Linked DNA regions of Mus musculus: region 1 is linked to region 2. The links are chromatin contacts, called in public promoter capture Hi-C maps. All regions are on one chromosome and are shown on one strand. The core of a region is the stretch at or near the end of the contact, and the rest is flanking DNA. Distances in the headings are between cores, read along the strand shown. Region 1 holds the start of Exoc3l4 (exocyst complex component 3-like 4). Region 2 holds the start of Rcor1 (REST corepressor 1).

The links. Promoter capture Hi-C pulls out the DNA fragments that hold promoters and counts their contacts.
Region 1: a promoter capture Hi-C map of fetal liver shows a contact between it and region 2, with 4 times the contacts expected there. The contact joins the promoter of Exoc3l4 here to the promoter of Rcor1 in region 2. A contact is called at or near these places in 6 of 39 promoter capture datasets (embryonic stem cells, fetal liver, liver and 2 more), 5 of 115 datasets of contacts at active chromatin or transcription factors (bone marrow-derived macrophages, embryonic limb bud and embryonic stem cells) and 1 of 9 other capture datasets (pancreatic islet).

The regions. Positions count from the first base shown.
Region 1 is chr12:111,414,662-111,418,873 of GRCm38.p6, forward strand. Exoc3l4 (exocyst complex component 3-like 4) reads left to right here and starts at 2,769. Exons shown (of 14, transcript NM_001289487.1): 1 at 2,769-3,093; 2 at 4,099-4,203.
Region 2 is chr12:111,037,171-111,041,353 of GRCm38.p6, forward strand. Rcor1 (REST corepressor 1) reads left to right here and starts at 2,197. Exons shown (of 12, transcript NM_198023.3): 1 at 2,197-2,718; 2 at 2,792-2,851. The coding sequence starts at 2,436.

The sequences.
Region 1 (4,212 bases), core at 1,519-4,018, 380 kb after region 2:
CATATATATAATTTAAAATTCTACTTTGATGAAAAGAATGTTTAAGAACACAAAAATACCAACCAGCAACAAAATCAAAGAAGAACATATCACAGCCTCATGGGCATGCTCAGTCCGGGGTTTGGTGAGACTTTGGGAGAGGCCTAGAACAATCCTCCTGGTCCTGGGTATTAGATTTCTGAGGCAGCATAGACACAGCAGTCAGAAAGAGATCAAAGTCTTCCTGCTTGGACTTATGAGGCTAGACTTCAAGCAATTTGAACTTGGAGATCCCAGGACTTACATTTGAGTTGGAGACAGTCTTGGTATCTCCAGTCGACTGTGTGGTGGTGGGTAGGTCCCTGAGCCCAGGGCAGCCTCCTTAAAGGGAGCCAATAGGCAGGTCAGGCTGAGCCGAGGGGAAAGGTCCAGCCGGGTACCTCTTGGGCTTGGATTGGTAGTTCCACCTAGGGAGCTATAATTACTGAAAAGTAATTAACTGGAGGGCATCCTGGAGGTGGTTCTGATGGCTTCTGTCTGACTTGGCCTGTCTCCAAATAGCATGGGGTGATGTAATATGCCTTGTATCATCAAATCCATTATTTATATGTTGAACCCTTAGCTCCAGAACCTGAGAACATGACCTTATATGGAGATAGGGTCTTTAAAAAGACAATCAGTTAAAGTCAGGTCAACTGGGAGGCTGGGTATATAGTTAAGCTGTTATGTTGTCTCCCAGAAGAGGATGCAGAGACACAGCACTGCGCTGTCACCTTCGCCAGCCTTAAGACCCTCTTCGTCTTTTACAGACCCAATTTATGCTAAATGGAGACTTATGTCTTTAGTGAAGAAAAGAATTTTAGGACTAGCCAGTCTGAAGTAGAGTTGGAGATTTTTATTAAAGATCTTTAATAAAACTTTAACATAGGATTACACGTGACGTTAGGGGAAAGAGTAAGACTTAATGGAGGACATGTTGGGAGAATAGCAGAAAGTAAGACATGCCCACGGGAGGAGTCAGCCGGCTCAGGGGGGCTCAGCAGGGGACTAAGCTGCCCTAACCTTAGCCATAGATCCCTGGTCTTGGTGACTCTCAAGTTGTATCTCTGAGGTTACCAAGAAAGCATTATTTTTCTCCATTTCCCATTCTTCTGATAAATGAGTGGTAGTGGTGATGGAGATGTCTTGTATGCAATAACAATTTGATGATCTTTCTCAAGGAGTTTAGTACATGTCTTCTCTATACGTGAGGGGTTTTGTGGAGGAAATTCCTAGAAAAATCAAAGATTTATAGCTGGCGGGGGAGAAAGGCCTTCTGCAGGCGTTGATCACACAGGATCCTTGCCTGCTGCTGAGGTACTGCAACTAGGGGGGCTCCTTTTATTCTCATGTTCCCACGCTTTGCCCACCCTTCTATCTATCTTGCCTCAGAGAGCTTACCTAGTGTGCTATCTTAGTTAGGGTTCTATCGCTGTGAGCAGATACCATGACCAAGGCAACTCTTATAAGGACAACATTTCATTGGGGCTGGCTTACAGGTTCAGAGATTCAGTCCATTATCATCAAGATAGGAACATGGCAGCATCCAGGCAGGCATGGTGCAGGAGGAGCTGAGAGTTCTACATCTTCATCTGAAGGCTGCTAGCAGAACACTGACTTCCAGGCAGCTAGGATGATGGTCTTAAAGTCCACACCCACAGTGACACACCTACTCCAACAGGGCCACACTTCCAAATAGTCCCACTCCCTGGATGGAGCACATACAAACCACCACACTCCACATGCTATAAAGAAGAGAAAACTGGACAGACACATACAGAGGAAAGAACACATAAAGAGAGAGAGCACCAGGCACGATGGCACATGCCTTTAATCCAATTTCTGTGCTTACAGAGCCAGCCTGGTCTACATAGTGAGCCACAGGACATAGAAGAATACATAGTGGGACCCTGTCTCCAGAAGAAGTAGAAGAGGGGGAGGAGGAGGAAGACGAAGGAAAGGAGGAGGAAGAGGAAAAAAGAGGTAGCCTCAGAAGAGTCAAGACCTTAGCCCTCAGGTCCCCCAAACCGGGAGAGTATAGCCTGTGTGGCGCTGTGTTCTCACAGCCCAGTACTGAGTACTCAGTACTGAGTACTGTAACCAGAGCATCCATACTGTACCCAGGTACAGAGCAGGTCAGTCATGAATGTGTCCTTGGATTTCCTCCAAGTTTTTTTTCTTAAGACGCTGACTGTGGAATCCCCCTGAAATCAGGGGACGTGCCTCTTCTGAAATCTCCATGGCCCTCTCCGAGAAAAGCTTCCTGTCTGAGTCTTTGTGAAAGCAGAAGGCCTGAGTTCCGAAGCCATTCACAACAGCCCCTCCTCCACGCTGTTCATGCTGCGCTGCTTCTGCCTAGAAGGCTGCCTGTCATTCCTGAGTGTGAGCCCCTGCGGTCCCTCGGTCCTCTCCCACCAGCACTCCGGAGCAGTGTATGGCTCACACCTGGTGCCCCAGGCATTACAGAAAACTTCCCTAACAGGTCTCTGCTCTCTGCTTCTCAGCTCGGGCAAGCATAGGGGGCACTGGAGTGAACGTCCTAGACTGGCCTGGAGCTGCAGCCCTTGGCTGGAGAGAGGAGACTTTCTGGGCTTGAGCACTAGGGGGTAAAAACCTCCCATTTATCTTACCTCTGGCAGTGGTCAGGATCTGACAATCCTCGGTGGTCCCCAGCCCCCGCTGCTGCATCCTCCTCCCCTAGCCCCACCTCCCTAACCTCTCCTCCACTAATCTCCACCTCCCCAGCTTCCCTTAGGGCCCTCCCTAGCCTCCCCTCCCCAGTCTCTCCCTGTCAAGCTCCGATCAGGCTCAGGCAAGCTCCGGGACTGTGGCTGATCAAAGGTTAGAGTGGTTGTCTCTGGAATGAAAGGGGTGGAACTTTTCTGAAAGCGAAAGTATGGGGTCCGAGTAGAGAGTGGGTCAGGGCGGTCCTGTGGCTGGGAAGTCCCAGCTGTTGGTCCACCAGTTGGGCTGTGCTGGCAGCCATCTCTCTCCTGGACCTGGTCTCAGGATCCTGCTTGGCTGGCTTGCTTAGGACCTCTGCTGCCTGGGTGCAGTTGTCTGCGTGCCTATCAGGTAAGACCCAGCCAGGTGGGGCAGGAGGATGTGAGGGTGTTTGGGGCCGTGGGTGGGGACCCAAGAGGCTGAGACTACTCTGGCTGTGTTAGTTGGCTTTGTTGTCAAGGGTCTGGGCTCCAAGCCCAGGACGGCTGAACTAGAATACCAACTCAGCCACAGGAGATATACGCACATCCGAACACATAAACAGCCACACACACTTGCAGAGAGCAGAGACATCCATGAGGCCTACAGACACAGACACGGAAGACGCACACACATATTACAAGACAATCACACACACGGCGAGGCACTGGAGCTAGCTAGCACGAAGATCTGAAAGAGGTACCACAGGTTCACAATCATGGCAGGGCCACACCATTCCTTGGGTACCTGACATTTATTTATTGGCCCCATCATGGGTCTGAGCCAGGCTCATTCCTTGCTCCCTGGAGGCTCCTGGCCAAGTGGCAGAAAGATCTCAGATCATATAACTACTATCTAGGGCTGGAGCTAGACCCAGAAAAGGGTGAGCTTCTCAGAGGAAGAGCCCCAAGGAAGCTCTCAGCAGCTGGAAGATGAGGGGCAACTCCCAGAAAGGCTTGGACAGGGAATGAGTCCTGGGACGCAGAGGGGCAACAGAGAAAAGCAAGACAAACCCGAGGAAAAGCCTTGTGTGCCTACTTAAGAAGTCTGTCCTTCAGTGAAAGTCTGTCCTTCAGTGGGGGGTGGCTACCAGGGATGTTTTTATTTTGGCAACTGTGAAGGGAGCCTGTGTCTTTTTTAAAATAGGCCTGGCTGGCACATAGAACAGCTACTGATCGTGTTTGCAAAATCAACACATGGAATTTACTAAACTCTTGTTATTCCCATAATAACCGCGCTTAGGATTTTTCGGAACTGCTTGCTTCTGACATTTGCAGCTCTTACTGATTTTCCTAGCTTGTTGATTTCACTAGATCTCGAAGGCGAGCACTGAGGCGGATTGAAACCATATTTTCTTGCCCTGTTCCATATTTTCAGGAAAGGACTCAGCTTGCAGGGAAGGTTTCAAGGCACGGACGCCACAACCTGCTGGCAGTGGTTGCCCCTGGGGCTTTGAAGGACAGGGGATAGCCTGGTCCTACGGTAGGTGGG
Region 2 (4,183 bases), core at 947-3,446:
AGGGGCCAGGGGTTGAAGGTCAGCCTCAGCTAGGCAGGAGTTTAAGACCTGTCCCAGTTAAAGGGAGGATCTGTCTCAAATAATACCCGCCCCCCCAAAAAAAATCAATTGGAAGGGTCACTGAAGCATCCAAAGTTACAATGTAGCAAGATGTCAGACTGATAGCGTACCGCTGGCAGTAGGAGAGATTTCGGCTTCCTTCTTCCCAAGCCTACCTTCCATTTCAATGGGCACGGGGTGGGGAGGACTCCCTGGATCAGGGCCTAGATTAGGGTGAGGCACGCAGGGTGCCCTGGGTGCACCATAGTAGCTGTGAGTCCTGGCATCTTGGCTTGCCCTACCCAGCCAGTCCCGCCCTAGAAGCTGTGGTCTCCCTTTCTTTAGGTCATGACCCTAGAAAGAGGCGGTACTTTCTAGGAAATGGCCTCCAGCTTGGGAGTCCAGTGGGCAGGGACAAGGACCCTTGTGTTGTGTCAATCCCAACTGCCCTACTAAGGAACTCAAATCATGTTTGTTCCTGTATGTAGGTTAATCTGTCTGTGGTACATCTTGGAAGATAGGGAAGAAAGAGGACAGAGTGCCCCTAGCCGCTCAGGTTCATCTGTCATGAAGTCACGGCTTCATCCAGGTACCTATCCCAGGTCACCCCTGGATCCCACCTCTGATTTAGCAGTCTATTTGCTGACCAGGCCAGCTGGACCCGGTTATTCCAGAGCTCATGCCTGCAGTGCCCAGGACTTTCTAAGCAGAGGGGTGTCCTTCAGAGAGGAGTCCAAGAGCAAGAACAGGAACTTGGTGGGGGCAGGGATCTGCTACCGGGAGGCTCTGGGCCCTGTTCTTGAAGGCCAGTTAGAAGTGACCATGGTCACTTCAGTGAAGTTTAAAATGATTCGCGGGGCAGAAAACGTGGAAGAGAAACCCCTGCTTATTTATGCGGGCTTTCAAACCATAAAACTCTCGTTTTCTCTCTGTAGCTATTTATATCCTGAGCGGGTGTAAAAACTGTCCCCATATGAAGCCCAGGTCTGAAGTAATATAAACGAAAAATAGCCATCTCCTGTTTTATTTATTTATTTTTAATTTAAAGCAAACGGTTTCACCTATAGTCCCCAGGTTTGGTCGCTGGCGCGGGGGGTGGGGCAGCCCACCCAGCCCCACAGGCAGCTGTCAGGCAGTGACGGGGCCCCTCGCTTGATCACTCCAGGGACAAGGACGCCCAGGGCTGGGTGTCACCGACTCCTCCGCGTTCAGGCTCTTAGCCCTGCGGGCTGGGGGAAGGGCCCGGGTCTCGGGAAGTGACCCTCCTCTTCTACCGAGCTGGGGACTCAAGCTCCTTCTTTTTCCCCCTCGCGGTGGGGCCCCTAGTCGATCTATGTCCCTCCTGCTGTCCCGGGGCCACTCGGCACCTCCCCTCACCCCGACGGCTTCGAGGCCCTCCCCGGCCGAACATCCCGACTCCTCCCTCGGCCCCTCAGGCAACGTGGGGAGCCGGTGGCCCCCAACCCAATTAGCGGGGAGCTCCATCGTCTCCAGGCACAACCGCTTTCCTTCCCTCGGGGGACACTGCCACCTGAGAGCCTCGTCCCCAGGTTCCCTTGCTCTAGTACATCTCGATCGCCCCTGGGCGACGCGGGGGCGCAATTAGTTTCTTCCAATTAGTTTCCCCTCTTTGTATAGAACCCATTCAAACTGTGCGCGTACTCCTCCGCGCGAGGGGGAAAGTAGTCCCGACCTTGCCCGCGATTTCTGTTCTCGCGTCGGGCACATTCACTTTGGGAAGCCGATGGGACGCTCGGCGGGATCCCCGGGGGAGGTGGCGCGGGGCCCACAGGGTGCGAGCGGAGGGAGCGGGGCGCTGGGGAGGGGGAGGGGGCTAACTCCTCGCTGTTGCCTCGAGAGATGGATCATGGGGCGTAAAGCGATCGCAAACCTCAAACCACGTACAGTGGGCGATACGCGTCAACCCAACCTGGCCAACGGAAGCACAGAACCTTCCCCCTCCTTCCCGTGATCCCGCCCCCGTGGCCTGACGGACGCGCACAGAGACCTACCATGCCCCTGCTTGCCGCCCGGATCCCGTGAGAGCCAATGGAAGCTCGCAGGGGCGGAGCTTGCGAGCGACGGGTTAGGCTGTGCGCGGCCCTCCTCCCCCCCAGGCTCCGCCCCTCCCCCCCGCCCGCGGCTCCCGGAGTAGTTAGAGCCAGCGAAGTGCGGGCGGCGATGAGAGCCAAAGTTGCGCTCCGTTCGGCATCGGGGGCTTGAGGCGGCTCGTTGCTCCGCCCGTCTGGGCCTCCTCTAGCCCCAACTCCCGCCAGCGGATCCCGCGCGCTCGCCCGCCCGGCCCGGCGCCCACCTGCGCCCCCTGCCCGCGGCCCGCCGCCCGCGCCTCGCGAGCCGGGGTCCCCGTCACTTTGGCCCGGCCCCGGGCCCCGCCGATGCCGGCCATGGTGGAGAAGGGCCCCGAGGTCTCAGGGAAGCGGCGAGGGAGGAACACGGCGGCCTCCGCAGCCTCGGCCGCCGCCTCGGCCGCCTCGGCCGCCGCCTCAGCCGCCGCCTCGGCCGGCACCGCCTCCGCCTCGGCCGCCGCCGCCGCCTCGGCCGCCGCCGCCCCCAATAATGGCCAGAATAAAAGTTTGGCGGCGGCGGCTCCCAACGGGAACAGCGGCAGCAACTCCTGGGAGGAAGGCAGCTCGGGCTCGTCCAGCGACGAGGAGCACGGTAGGTGGCAGCCGCCCCCGCGCCCGGCCCGTGTCCGCGCCCGCGCTGACCGCCGTGCTCTGCTTCCCCGCAGGTGGCGGTGGCATGCGGGTGGGACCCCAGTACCAAGCGGCGGTGCCCGACTTCGATCCTGGTGAGTAGCGAGTGACGGGAGCTCGGGAGACAACTTTGTTTTTTGTGCGTGTTGGCCTTCGGTCCGCGGGGGCACACGGGGCGCGAGGGCAGGCGGCGCGGCACGCTCGCACACGAGTGTGCTGCAGATTCGGGTGCGGGGAGGCCATGGGCTCCGGTGGGGACAGCACTGGGCCCGCAGTGTCCCCCGGCTCTGAGAAAGCCACACCTGGCCGGGGTGGAGTGGGATGTCTCTGCCTCCAGGTGTGGTGTACCGGAGCTAGGACGGGATCCCGGGTGGCAGTGCTGGAGAGTTGGCGTCCTGGGGCGCTCGGACCCAGGGCTCCGCAGAGACTTCTTACTTCAAACTGGCTCCTAGCGTTACCCTGCCAACCCTACGCTCTTATTGCCTCTTGACTCTCATCCCGTCTTGTCCCGTCCGGTCCCATCCTGTCCCATCCCATCCCATCCCATCCCATCCCATCCCATCCCATCCCGAGGGCTGGTGGAGTAAAGATCTTCCTGTCCCTCCACCCCAATCAGGTAATAAAAGAAGTGTGCTTTCCAGAGAGCATCTGTCTAGATAAGAGAGCCCGACTTGTGGCTGTTATTTTAAGATCTGTTTGTAAATGTGTGTTTCCTTTATTTCTTTTTTCTTTTGGGGGGGATGGGGTGGGGAGGAAGAGGTTGTGAAAGAATAGAACCATCAAAAGGTTTAGCTAACCGGCCATTTCCATCTACTAGAAATCCTTGTCCCCTAAGAAGGGGCATTCTTACTTGCCTTCCTGGTGATCTGTGTGGAAGCAAATTTAAAGAGGTACGGGGGTGGGGGGGGGGGAATCCTATCAGACAAAGGAATTCGCCAGATTTTAATGCCTATGATTCTGTCCCATCTCTGTATGAGACTGTCTTTCAAGGTGGTGGTTACAGGAAATGTTTGAAAGGCCGTGGGTTTTGTTTCAGAAATAAAATTCAAAAGACAATCTTGTACAGCTAGAGTGAACCGTCCTGGTTGGAGGGCTTTAGAACAGGAGGTTTTTCTAAGTAGGTTATACCACTAGTTTGAAAAGATAAATGCTTTTCCTTGGAAACAAGACTGCAGAAAATTGCAAGGATCTGGTCCTTGAAAAAGGAGATTGCTTTTAAGTTGTTATTAAGGTGCTGAACTCTGTGTTTAGGTAAAAGTGAAAGCACAGAAGAGAGGGATTCAGGGTGAGTGTTTGGTCACCCCAAGAATAAATGATTTGCAAATGCATGACTCCAGTCCCTCACAGTTCTGTAGTATAACTCCCCGCTTCGTAAACTCCTGTTAGCGTTTTAGATAGTTTCCCCTTTCCTCACATCTTTTTCTGGG